Regions from separate parts of the Mus musculus genome. Here regions 2 and 3 are each linked to region 1. A link is a contact called in public HiChIP or PLAC-seq data. All regions are on one chromosome and are shown on one strand. The core of a region is the stretch at or near the end of the contact, and the rest is flanking DNA. Distances in the headings are between cores, read along the strand shown.

What was found. HiChIP or PLAC-seq counts read pairs in DNA pulled down with a chosen protein or histone mark.
Region 2: a FOXA1 HiChIP or PLAC-seq map of pancreatic cancer cells shows a contact between it and region 1. The contact joins the promoter of Igfbp7 here to the promoter of Srp72 in region 1. A contact is called at or near these places in 1 of 39 promoter capture datasets (liver), 1 of 484 Hi-C or Micro-C datasets (uterus) and 1 of 115 datasets of contacts at active chromatin or transcription factors (pancreatic cancer cells).
Region 3: an H3K4me3 HiChIP or PLAC-seq map of embryonic stem cells shows a contact between it and region 1, with 6 times the contacts expected there. The contact joins the enhancer-like site here to the promoter of Srp72 in region 1. A contact is called at or near these places in 5 of 39 promoter capture datasets (the C10 cell line, cranial neural crest, liver and 2 more), 3 of 484 Hi-C or Micro-C datasets (CD8 T cells and embryonic stem cells), 11 of 115 datasets of contacts at active chromatin or transcription factors (the SCID.adh cell line, bone marrow-derived macrophages, embryonic hindbrain and 4 more) and 4 of 9 other capture datasets (adipose tissue, embryonic stem cells, liver and 1 more).

The regions. Positions count from the first base shown.
Region 1 is chr5:76,972,961-76,976,237 of GRCm38.p6, forward strand. It overlaps Srp72 (signal recognition particle 72), which reads left to right and starts at 1,741. Exons shown (of 19, transcript NM_025691.1): 1 at 1,741-1,872. The coding sequence starts at 1,764.
Region 2 is chr5:77,406,320-77,409,596 of GRCm38.p6, forward strand. It overlaps Igfbp7 (insulin-like growth factor binding protein 7), which reads right to left and starts at 1,726. Exons shown (of 5, transcript NM_008048.3): 1 at 1,221-1,726. The coding sequence starts at 1,695.
Region 3 is chr5:77,280,417-77,283,693 of GRCm38.p6, forward strand. Rest (RE1-silencing transcription factor) reads left to right here. Exons shown (of 4, transcript NM_011263.2): 4 at 287-3,277. The coding sequence ends at 2,568. Among named protein-coding and RNA genes, the nearest start is that of Mir5098, 9.3 kb to the left of the region's middle. Within about 2 kb of position 1,500, at least 22 of the 459 cell types and tissues checked have an H3K27ac peak or open chromatin away from gene starts, as enhancers often do. A contact at or near this core is called in embryonic stem cells, where this site is marked.

The sequences.
Region 1 (3,277 bases), core at 491-2,990:
GAAATACATAATCCAAGGACACTGGACATCTTATTTACCTCAGCAACTGTAAATTCCTAGTACAGGCATGCACATAGCACTGAGATACTCACTGAATGAATAAAAGTGCAAATTCCCAAAGATGGGGACACAGCACTGGGTGATTTAATAGACGACTGCATGTTCAGCAGCTGGGAAATACACTATAGTTGGGGTCTTGGGTGTTTTGTCAAGGCTCCTTTGGCACTGTTTAAAGGTGGTGGAACGTCTAGGCCAGTGGTTCTCAACCTTCCTAATGCCATGACCCATTAATACAGTTCTTCATGTTGTGGTGACCCCACAGCCACCACCATAGAATTATTTTGTTGCTACTTTCATAACTAAATTTGCTATTGCTATGAATAGTAATTTAAATATCTAATTTGTAACCCCCCTGGCGGGGTCACAGCTGTAGGAGATGGTGCCTAGCGTGAGTGTACTTTTTAAAAACTTGACATTTTGTCTGTGGCTTCTCCAGCTTCTTCCTTCCCAGTAACCATTAGGTGAGCGGCTTAGGGCCACTACGACATGATTTCCATCATGATGAAGCACCTCACTGAGGTTCCAAAGCAACAAAGCCAACCTACTGTGGCTGAAATCTATGAAATCATGACCCAAAAGAAACTCTTTTAAGTTCAGTCTGATGTATCATACTGACCACACATATGACAATCAGCTAGCGTTTCAGCACTTGACTCAGGCAAGAAACAGGAAGTAGATAGGTGGTTTAAAACCTAAGTAGCAACATTAAGAGAACATTAGGTTGAGTCTAGGGGAAGTGAAGGAAGGTTTGGTTCAGGTCTCCCAGGTAGTAAGCAAAGTAAATAAGGTCTCTGGTCTTAGGACTATAGGTCGTTCAAAGAGAGGGGACTTAAGGATCAATACTCAGGAATAGAGAGCCTTGTAGATGGTGTAATCTTGTAGAGGGTGTAGCTGAATGCTAAGACCACTTACATAGTATGCACGGGTCTTCTCCACAAGGAAGTCGAGCCTTGGAAGCAGAATGTGTACTGGCTAGGCTGCAAGAACAGGTTTCCTTAAAGTACATTAAGGAAGGCCTCCAGGACGTAGTTTATTGTATGACATCTACCTAAGTCAATATACTCACCTCAGAACCTGGTCCTTCTCATCTCCTCGGGCTTCCAGCCCACACTGCTCCTGAAACTAGATCTCAAAGGGAGGTTAAACAGTGCCGTTCACTGTATTTTTGTCAGTCCCAGACCTATCTTCACTTCTAGATTTAGTCCCAGGTTCTAATCACCGCTCGTGTCCTAAAATGGCAATCCCGAAGCACCCATGAGCAGCTGTGGCTCTACCTGCCGCCTTCAAGAGCCTCTCTACGGTTCCTTAAATTAGGTACCCCTCCTACCACCCGAAGAACCGGGAGTTTTCTCTCCCAAAGACTGTCGCCCGGCCACAGTCGGAGCACAGGGGTCTCCCCAGAATGCCGGCGGCTTGGGGCTAACAGTTTCGGCGAGCGCCTTCTGAATCTGACCCCTCCTACCTCCAGTCACCTTTGGATTAGGAGTAAGGGCGTCAGGCAAACAAATGTCTTGCCGCAAGACAGAAAAAATTAAAAACCGATTTCTGACGCTAGCTCTGGGACAGACCAGCTCGCGACTCCCGGCCGCCTAGCAACCATCAACTTCCTCCTTCGCCGAGCCAACTTCGAGATCCTCTTCCGGGGCAGAGGTCGCCCTGCTCCTCCCACCCCCCTCCCCCACCTCACCCCCACCTCCTCCAAGATGGCGAGCGGCGGCAGTGGTGGGGTGTCAGTCCCTGCGCTGTGGAGTGAGGTGAACCGTTATGGGCAGAACAGCGACTTCACGCGTGCCCTCAAGACTGTCAACAAGAGTAAGTGTCCCGGCGGCCCGGGTTGTCGGGAGGAGGACATCTCCTGGGTCGAGCGTGCGACCCCTCGGCACAGCGCGGAGGGGGATCGCTGCGTCCTCAGGCTCGGCCCCAAGCCCGGGGGCGGGTCGCTGTCCCACGGCCACCGGCGGCCCGAGCTCGGTCGCTTAAGGCCACGTGTACTTCCCTCTGTCCCCGCGAGACCGGGCGCGAGGGGGAGGGGGGACTTAAAGAGACCATGGCGTCCGGAACCGCTTCCCAAAATGTTTTTCGTGTCGTCTCCGCGGCGGGATTTTGCAAAGATGTCAGATTGACTTTTCTTCGTTCATCTTGAGTGAAGGGATCAGGACAGTGTCATGGAGGAAACTTGTTGACTGGGGCTGGGGCCGGGGAAGGAAACCTGTCTGGACACGTAGCATCCGCTCTGTTGCAGACAAGGTGGAAGCGTTGCAGATTGGAAAGGTGTGAATATCAAGTCGTTATTCATTTCCACGCACAAAGTCTTCCCCGTAGTGTTTAGCCAGAGAGTGAGTGAGTGAGCGTCCCAACATTTAAAATAACGTAAGGAAACTAACCTGCATTTTTAGCCCCCATAAGTTATAATTTCAAATTTTAGTTGCCTTCAGTATGAGATTCCATAAGTTGTTATTCATCACTATGTGCCTGTAATATGGCCGTGCTATATTTTGTACAGTAGATACACCTGTGTGTGTCAGGTTTGGTGATGTAACTATGAAACCCTTCAGCTGTACAAAGCCCCAGTTACATAAAGGCTATCACAGTAATATACACTTTAAACCTTCGGGTTCCTGAGTTCCTATAAAAGTAGTGACAGTGGCCACAGTGCATTAAGGAAGACAGCTACTAATTAGAATTGATGATTGCCAAACTTACTTGAATTCACTTTAGCCCTTCAGTGGGCCTACAACCAATATTTAGTATCGGTATAAAACTCTGTAGCACTTCTTTGATCAGCCAAGACTGTCCCTTCAGCCCTGTCTATTAATTTCTAGAAGTCCCTTCGACGACTCGTAAAGTGAGAATTGGATTCCTGTGGTTGACTAGGAGCGAGGGGAACCATGGTCCTAGTCATTTTGACACTTGACACGCTGTTGGCATAGAGCCGTGGCCGCCTGAGTTCTTTGTATTTCCCTTTGATCTCTTTATGGGAAAGGGAAATTTTGAATATTTCTTTAGAACACTCTAAAGATAAATCATGTCTACATTGTACTTTTTTTTTAACAAAAGATTTATTTATTATTATATCTAAGTACACTGTAGCTGACTTCAGATGCACCAGAAGAGGGCATCAGATCTCATTACGAGTGGTTGTGAGCCACCATGTGGTTGCTGGGATTTGAACTCAGGACCTTCGGAAGAGCAGTCGTTGCTCTTAACCACTGAGCCA
Region 2 (3,277 bases), core at 476-2,975, 430 kb after region 1:
ATCTGCTCTGATAGGGGAAAGATGTCTGCCTCTGAGACTCTGGGAAAGAAGTTTCCCCTTGGGATGTTTATAAGAAACTCTCAATATTTGTAATGAATTTGTAATGTTCATTTCCCCTCATGATGTGACTGTTGTGCAAGAGCTAAAGGGGGAAAATGGAGGTTTCTGTTGGAAACAGGGATATTTGGTCTGTGATTTTATAAACGGTGGTAATATCCTACATGGGTAACTGTGAGTTATACCACTTAAGGCTTTCAATGGTGAACTTTGAAGCGAATGGCACACAGCCTATTTGCATAGGGATTTCTGGGAAAAACTGTCAAGAAAGAACTGTTCCTTGGAAAGGCTGGAGAAAGCCTGAACTGTGTTCAAGATGCAACAGCTGACATTCCTCCCCTCCCCTCCTACCTTGGCTGAAGCCGGGGCAGCAGCTGCCAGAGCAGGACTCTAACTTTCCCTCGAAACGACTGCTCATGGAAAATGTTATTTCAGGCACTAGGAGTTAAAGTTTCTGATTTCTTTCTTCCCCCCAACCTCAGACTTTTTTCCAACTTCATTTGTGCAAGTTTGGATTAGTATGGGATACAATAGACAAACCCAATGTCAAAGCCATTCCAGCGGAACCTTGCATCCTGTGGACAAATTATGAAAAAACATAACCAAGGCCCGAGAAGAAAAACAACATGGTCAGAGGATTCACAACATCAAAGCGTTTGTGTTTCTTTTAACCCTCAAGTATAATGTTCTAGCTAGGTTACCGCTTGAGAATTGGAAACGCCAGTACTTGAATATTAATATGAACTTCAACTTAAAGAATTATCTTGTTAGTAAATCGACTTTCTGAACATCTTTCCTTTGCATTTTTCTGCTAACCCTGTCTACCCATCTTTCTGTACACACCCAAAAGAAAGAAAGAACGACGAGAAAGGTTTTTAAGAGTGTGGAGGCGTTTGAAACTTGCCCTGCAGGCTAGTTGGGTAAACTGTGCCTCGGAGTCTCGGAAAATCTTTTCTATATTTACACCCGTTACTGCGATTTCTCACTTTCTTGGCGCACACAGGCAACTCCAAATAAAACCATGCCAAGAGAACCAGGGAGGCGTTTCTCCTGGCTCGGGACACCGGGTTAGCCATCAACTCCTCCCTCCCGCGGGTCTCCAGGAATGCTCTGCGGCGGCGGGGGAGGAGGAAGGAGTGGGCGGGGAAGGCGCTGGTGCCCACCTTGCTCGCAGGTGCCCTTGCTGACCTGGGTGATGGCCTTCTCCCCGCGGCTCTCGGCGCGCAGGCTGGCAGCGCGCAGCTGGCAGCCGCTGGGGTAGGTGATGCCGTTGCTGCCGCACACCGGGTAGCGGCTCTTGCACACGCACACGGCGAGGGTCGCGGGACCGCCGGCTGCTGCCCCGGCTTTACCCTTCCGCCTCTTGCGGCTCTTCACGCACTCCATGCCCGGCGCGCAGTGCCCCCTGCCGGCCGCGCCGCCCCCGCACGGCTCACCCTCGCCGCGAGCACACACCGGGCAGCACCCGCACGCGTCGCGGGTCTCACCCAGCGGGCAGCCGAGCCGGGGCAGCGCGGGGCAGGAGGCCGGCACGCACGGGCCGCAGGCATCCGAAGAGGAGGAAGAGGAGAGGGGCAGGAGCAGGAGCAGCAGTCCGGCTGCACCCAGCAGCAGGGCGCGCGGCGGCCGCTCCATCATAAGGTGGCTGGATGCGAGCGCGCGAGTGAGCAGTCCGGGTCCCGGAGGCCAACCCTTAAAGCCGCTGCCCCGCCCGGTGCTCCGTGGGAGCCCTCCCCGGGGCGGAGAGTCAGCCCGCTGCCCGCCCCGCTTCGCCCGCCCGGGATCCGGCCTCCCGCCGTCGCCGTCGTGGGCATCCTCGCTGCCCTGGAGAGCTCGTCCCACGTCCACCATGCGTGCTGACCGGCTCCTGCTCAGCCCCCTGCCCCTGTCCTCACTCTGCAGCACTGGAGGGAACGAGCCTCCCGCGTCCTTTCCTGCTCATTTTCCAGATCCAGCTATTTTTTTTTAAACTTTTTTTTTTTAAACAACTAGGACTTTATGAAAATGCACTGTTTACTTCATTAAATTCTCGTGGGTCTGGGAAACCTGAGTGCTTTGTGGTTACTCTTTTAAGGACAGACTACGAAGGGAGTAGCGTTTGTGTCCTCTTTGGCTACAGGGCTGGTTTTCGATGTCATGTTCTTCTTTTTGGAACTTCATAATCTTGCTCTTCTCTCGTATCACCCAAGCTATCTGATGCTGAGTCGTTTAAAATTCTTTTTAAAAGTTATGGTTCTAGACTTATTTGCTTTTATTTTATGTGTATGGATGTTTTGGCTGCATGTATGTGTACATTATGTGTGTGCCTGGTGCCTCCGGGGTGGTGGTGGTAGGGTAGAAGACCTGATACCCCGTTACTGGAGTTATAGACAGTTGTTAGACACCTTGTGTGTGCTAGGAATCGAACTCAGGTCTTGGATGTGAAGCCAGTGCTCCCTTAACTGCTAAGCCATTTTTTTTTAAAAGCATTTTTATTTTGTGTTTGTGAGTGAGTATGTATGTTTGTGGGTCCTCGTGCCAAATATGTGGAGGTTAGAGAAAATCAGCTGTGGGGCAGCTGATTTTCTCTGTCTACTATGTGGGTCCTAGGGCTTGAATTCTGCTTATCAAACTGGTTCCCAAACCACTGGCCTGGGTTAGTATTTAAAACACACAGAGAAGACCATTTAGAGGAAGGCTACTATTGGACCTGCGGGGACACTGGTCTTGTGTCCTGTTTCTTTAGGATATTTAGCAGTTTAGTGCTCACACATGTGGGAAGCCGTTGCAGAGTGGCAGTTACAGAGTGGCAGTTGCAGAGTGGCAGTTGGCTACTGCTGGCCACCACACATACATAGGCAGTAAAGGTTCTTTTGCCAAGACGAGGTTTTGAGAATTAACCAAAGTTAACCAATCAGATGAGAGACAAGTTAACCAATCAGATGAGAGACAAGTTAACCAATCAGATGAGAGACAAGTTAACCAATCAGATGAAAGACAAGTTAACCAATCAGATGAGAGAGACTCCTCTCCTAGGCCTATATAAGCAGCACCAGTTCTGGGCTTGGGGTCACTTCGCCTCTGCAATCAAGCTCTCCCAATAAACATGTGCAGAAGGATCCTGTTGCAGCGTCTTTCTTCCTGGCCAGTCGGGCATGTGCAAGACACACAGATAGCAGTTAGCAGGGATCAGGATCTCTGATCCCAGAAGGAAGAGCTTGAGACAGAGCTCACTGGAGTC
Region 3 (3,277 bases), core at 250-2,749, 310 kb after region 1:
TGTCCCAGCGGTTCCTGCTTCCCCTGGAGCCTGGTCTGAAGTAGAGCCGGAGGGCTGACTCTAAACTGTTTTGAAGATCATGTTGATCACTCCTCCAATTGATTTTGAAAATCAAGCCTACATCCCAGATAGGGAAAAGTTATACAAATAAATATGGAAAATACAAGGTGCATGATCAAGTCATTCCAATAAATGCTCTTTGTTCTTATTTTACGTTTATAGCTCCTAAGGATATTTTAATGTTGACTTGTGTCTTTTATCTCTGACTTCTCTTCTTTACCTTTAGGTGAGAAGCCATTTAAATGTGATCAGTGCAATTATGTGGCCTCTAATCAGCATGAAGTGACCCGACATGCAAGACAGGTTCACAACGGGCCTAAACCTCTTAATTGCCCGCACTGTGACTACAAAACAGCAGATAGAAGCAACTTCAAAAAGCACGTGGAGCTGCATGTTAACCCACGGCAGTTCAACTGCCCCGTGTGTGACTACGCGGCTTCTAAGAAGTGTAATCTACAATACCATTTCAAATCTAAGCATCCCACCTGTCCCAGCAAAACAATGGATGTCTCCAAAGTGAAGCTAAAGAAAACCAAAAAGAGAGAGGCTGACCTGCTTAATAACGCCGTCAGCAACGAGAAGATGGAGAATGAGCAAACAAAAACAAAGGGGGATGTGTCTGGGAAGAAGAACGAGAAACCTGTAAAAGCTGTGGGAAAAGATGCTTCAAAAGAGAAGAAGCCTGGTAGCAGTGTCTCAGTGGTCCAGGTAACTACCAGGACTCGGAAGTCAGCGGTGGCGGCGGAGACTAAAGCAGCAGAGGTGAAACACACAGACGGACAAACAGGAAACAATCCAGAAAAGCCCTGTAAAGCCAAGAAAAACAAAAGAAAGAAGGATGCTGAGGCCCATCCCTCCGAAGAGCCTGTGAACGAGGGACCAGTGACAAAAAAGAAAAAGAAGTCTGAGTGCAAATCAAAAATCGGTACCAACGTGCCAAAGGGCGGCGGCCGAGCGGAGGAGAGGCCGGGGGTCAAGAAGCAAAGCGCTTCCCTTAAGAAAGGCACAAAGAAGACGCCGCCCAAGACAAAGACAAGTAAAAAAGGTGGCAAACTTGCTCCAAAGGGGATGGGGCAGACAGAACCTTCTTCTGGGGCATTGGCTCAAGTGGGGGTGTCTCCAGACCCTGCCCTCATTCAGGCAGAGGTCACCGGGTCAGGATCTTCTCAGACAGAGCTTCCTTCACCCATGGATATTGCTAAGTCAGAGCCCGCCCAGATGGAGGTTTCCCTAACAGGGCCACCTCCGGTGGAGCCTGCTCAAATGGAGCCATCGCCTGCGAAACCTCCCCAGGTAGAAGCACCCACTTACCCCCAGCCTCCCCAAAGGGGGCCTGCCCCTCCCACGGGGCCTGCCCCTCCCACGGGGCCTGCCCCTCCCACGGAGCCTGCCCCTCCCACGGGGCTTGCCGAGATGGAACCTTCTCCCACGGAGCCTTCCCAGAAGGAACCACCTCCCAGTATGGAGCCTCCCTGCCCCGAGGAGCTGCCTCAGGCCGAGCCACCTCCTATGGAGGATTGTCAGAAGGAGCTGCCTTCTCCCGTGGAGCCCGCTCAGATTGAGGTTGCTCAGACGGCCCCTACGCAGGTTCAGGAGGAGCCCCCTCCTGTCTCGGAGCCACCTCGGGTGAAGCCAACCAAAAGATCATCTCTCCGGAAAGACAGAGCAGAGAAGGAGCTGAGCCTGCTGAGTGAGATGGCGCGGCAGGAGCAGGTCCTCATGGGGGTTGGCTTGGTGCCTGTTAGAGACAGCAAGCTTCTGAAGGGAAACAAGAGCGCCCAGGACCCCCCAGCCCCACCGTCACCATCGCCAAAGGGAAACTCGAGGGAAGAGACACCCAAGGACCAAGAAATGGTCTCTGATGGGGAAGGAACTATAGTATTCCCTCTCAAGAAAGGAGGACCAGAGGAAGCTGGAGAGAGTCCAGCTGAGTTGGCTGCTCTCAAGGAGTCTGCCCGTGTTTCATCCTCTGAACAAAACTCAGCCATGCCAGAGGGTGGAGCATCACACAGCAAGTGTCAGACTGGCTCCTCTGGGCTTTGTGACGTGGACACTGAGCAGAAGACAGATACTGTCCCCATGAAAGACTCCGCAGCAGAGCCAGTGTCCCCTCCTACCCCAACAGTGGACCGTGACGCAGGGTCACCAGCTGTAGTGGCCTCCCCTCCTATCACGTTGGCTGAAAACGAGTCTCAGGAAATTGATGAAGATGAAGGCATCCATAGCCATGATGGAAGTGACCTGAGTGACAACATGTCTGAGGGGAGTGACGACTCAGGACTGCACGGGGCTCGGCCGACACCACCAGAAGCTACGTCAAAAAATGGGAAGGCAGGGTTGGCTGGTAAAGTGACTGAGGGAGAGTTTGTGTGTATTTTCTGTGATCGTTCTTTTAGAAAGGAAAAAGATTATAGCAAACACCTCAATCGCCACTTGGTGAATGTGTACTTCCTAGAAGAAGCAGCTGAGGAGCAGGAGGAGCAGGAGGAGCGGGAGGAGCAGGAGTAGCTGAGCCTCGGCAGAAGCACCGTGCAGACTTTGTGAGCATGCAATTTTAATTTGTAGACAAACGCAAGCTTGCTTTAATTAGTCTCCAAGGCTGAGTTTTCAGTAACATTCTTTTTCTTAGGACTGTACATCTATTTAGTGTTTGTTGCATAAATCTTAGCAAATCCTCGGGAGTTAATGTAAGAGGACAGATATGTAACTAGCTCGTGCAGGCAGGTGCAAGGAGAAGGGTAAGATGGTGGAACACACCACTTGCCTTGTCTGCCTACAACCTGTTGGGTTTTCTTTTCACGGTAGTTCCTAATTTTTAGTTACTTGTTTAGATCGATAAAAATTGGCTTAGTAAATTACTTGAAGAATTTGCCTGCTTTATATAAATTAAGTTAGCACTTTACAGTTTCTTTAGAGATGAAAAAAAAGAGATTTTAATTGGAGAGAAATTCTCAACATTGGACATTGTATCTGTCCAGGTAATTGCTTCCTAACTTGCTATCAATATTTTGTGTTTATATGTTAATCGTTATAAAAAGTGATTTTTGTTTTTTGGGTATTTTTTATTTTGGTGCTTTTCTGGCTTAAGATGTTGCACATGGTTCTTGTTTTTGTTTCTTTAACCTATGCAGTTAATCTCCCTTCCCCTGAAACAGCGTTGTGTTAAATAGTAACACTATACAGATATATGCATGGTTTTTTTTTTTGTTTGTTTGTT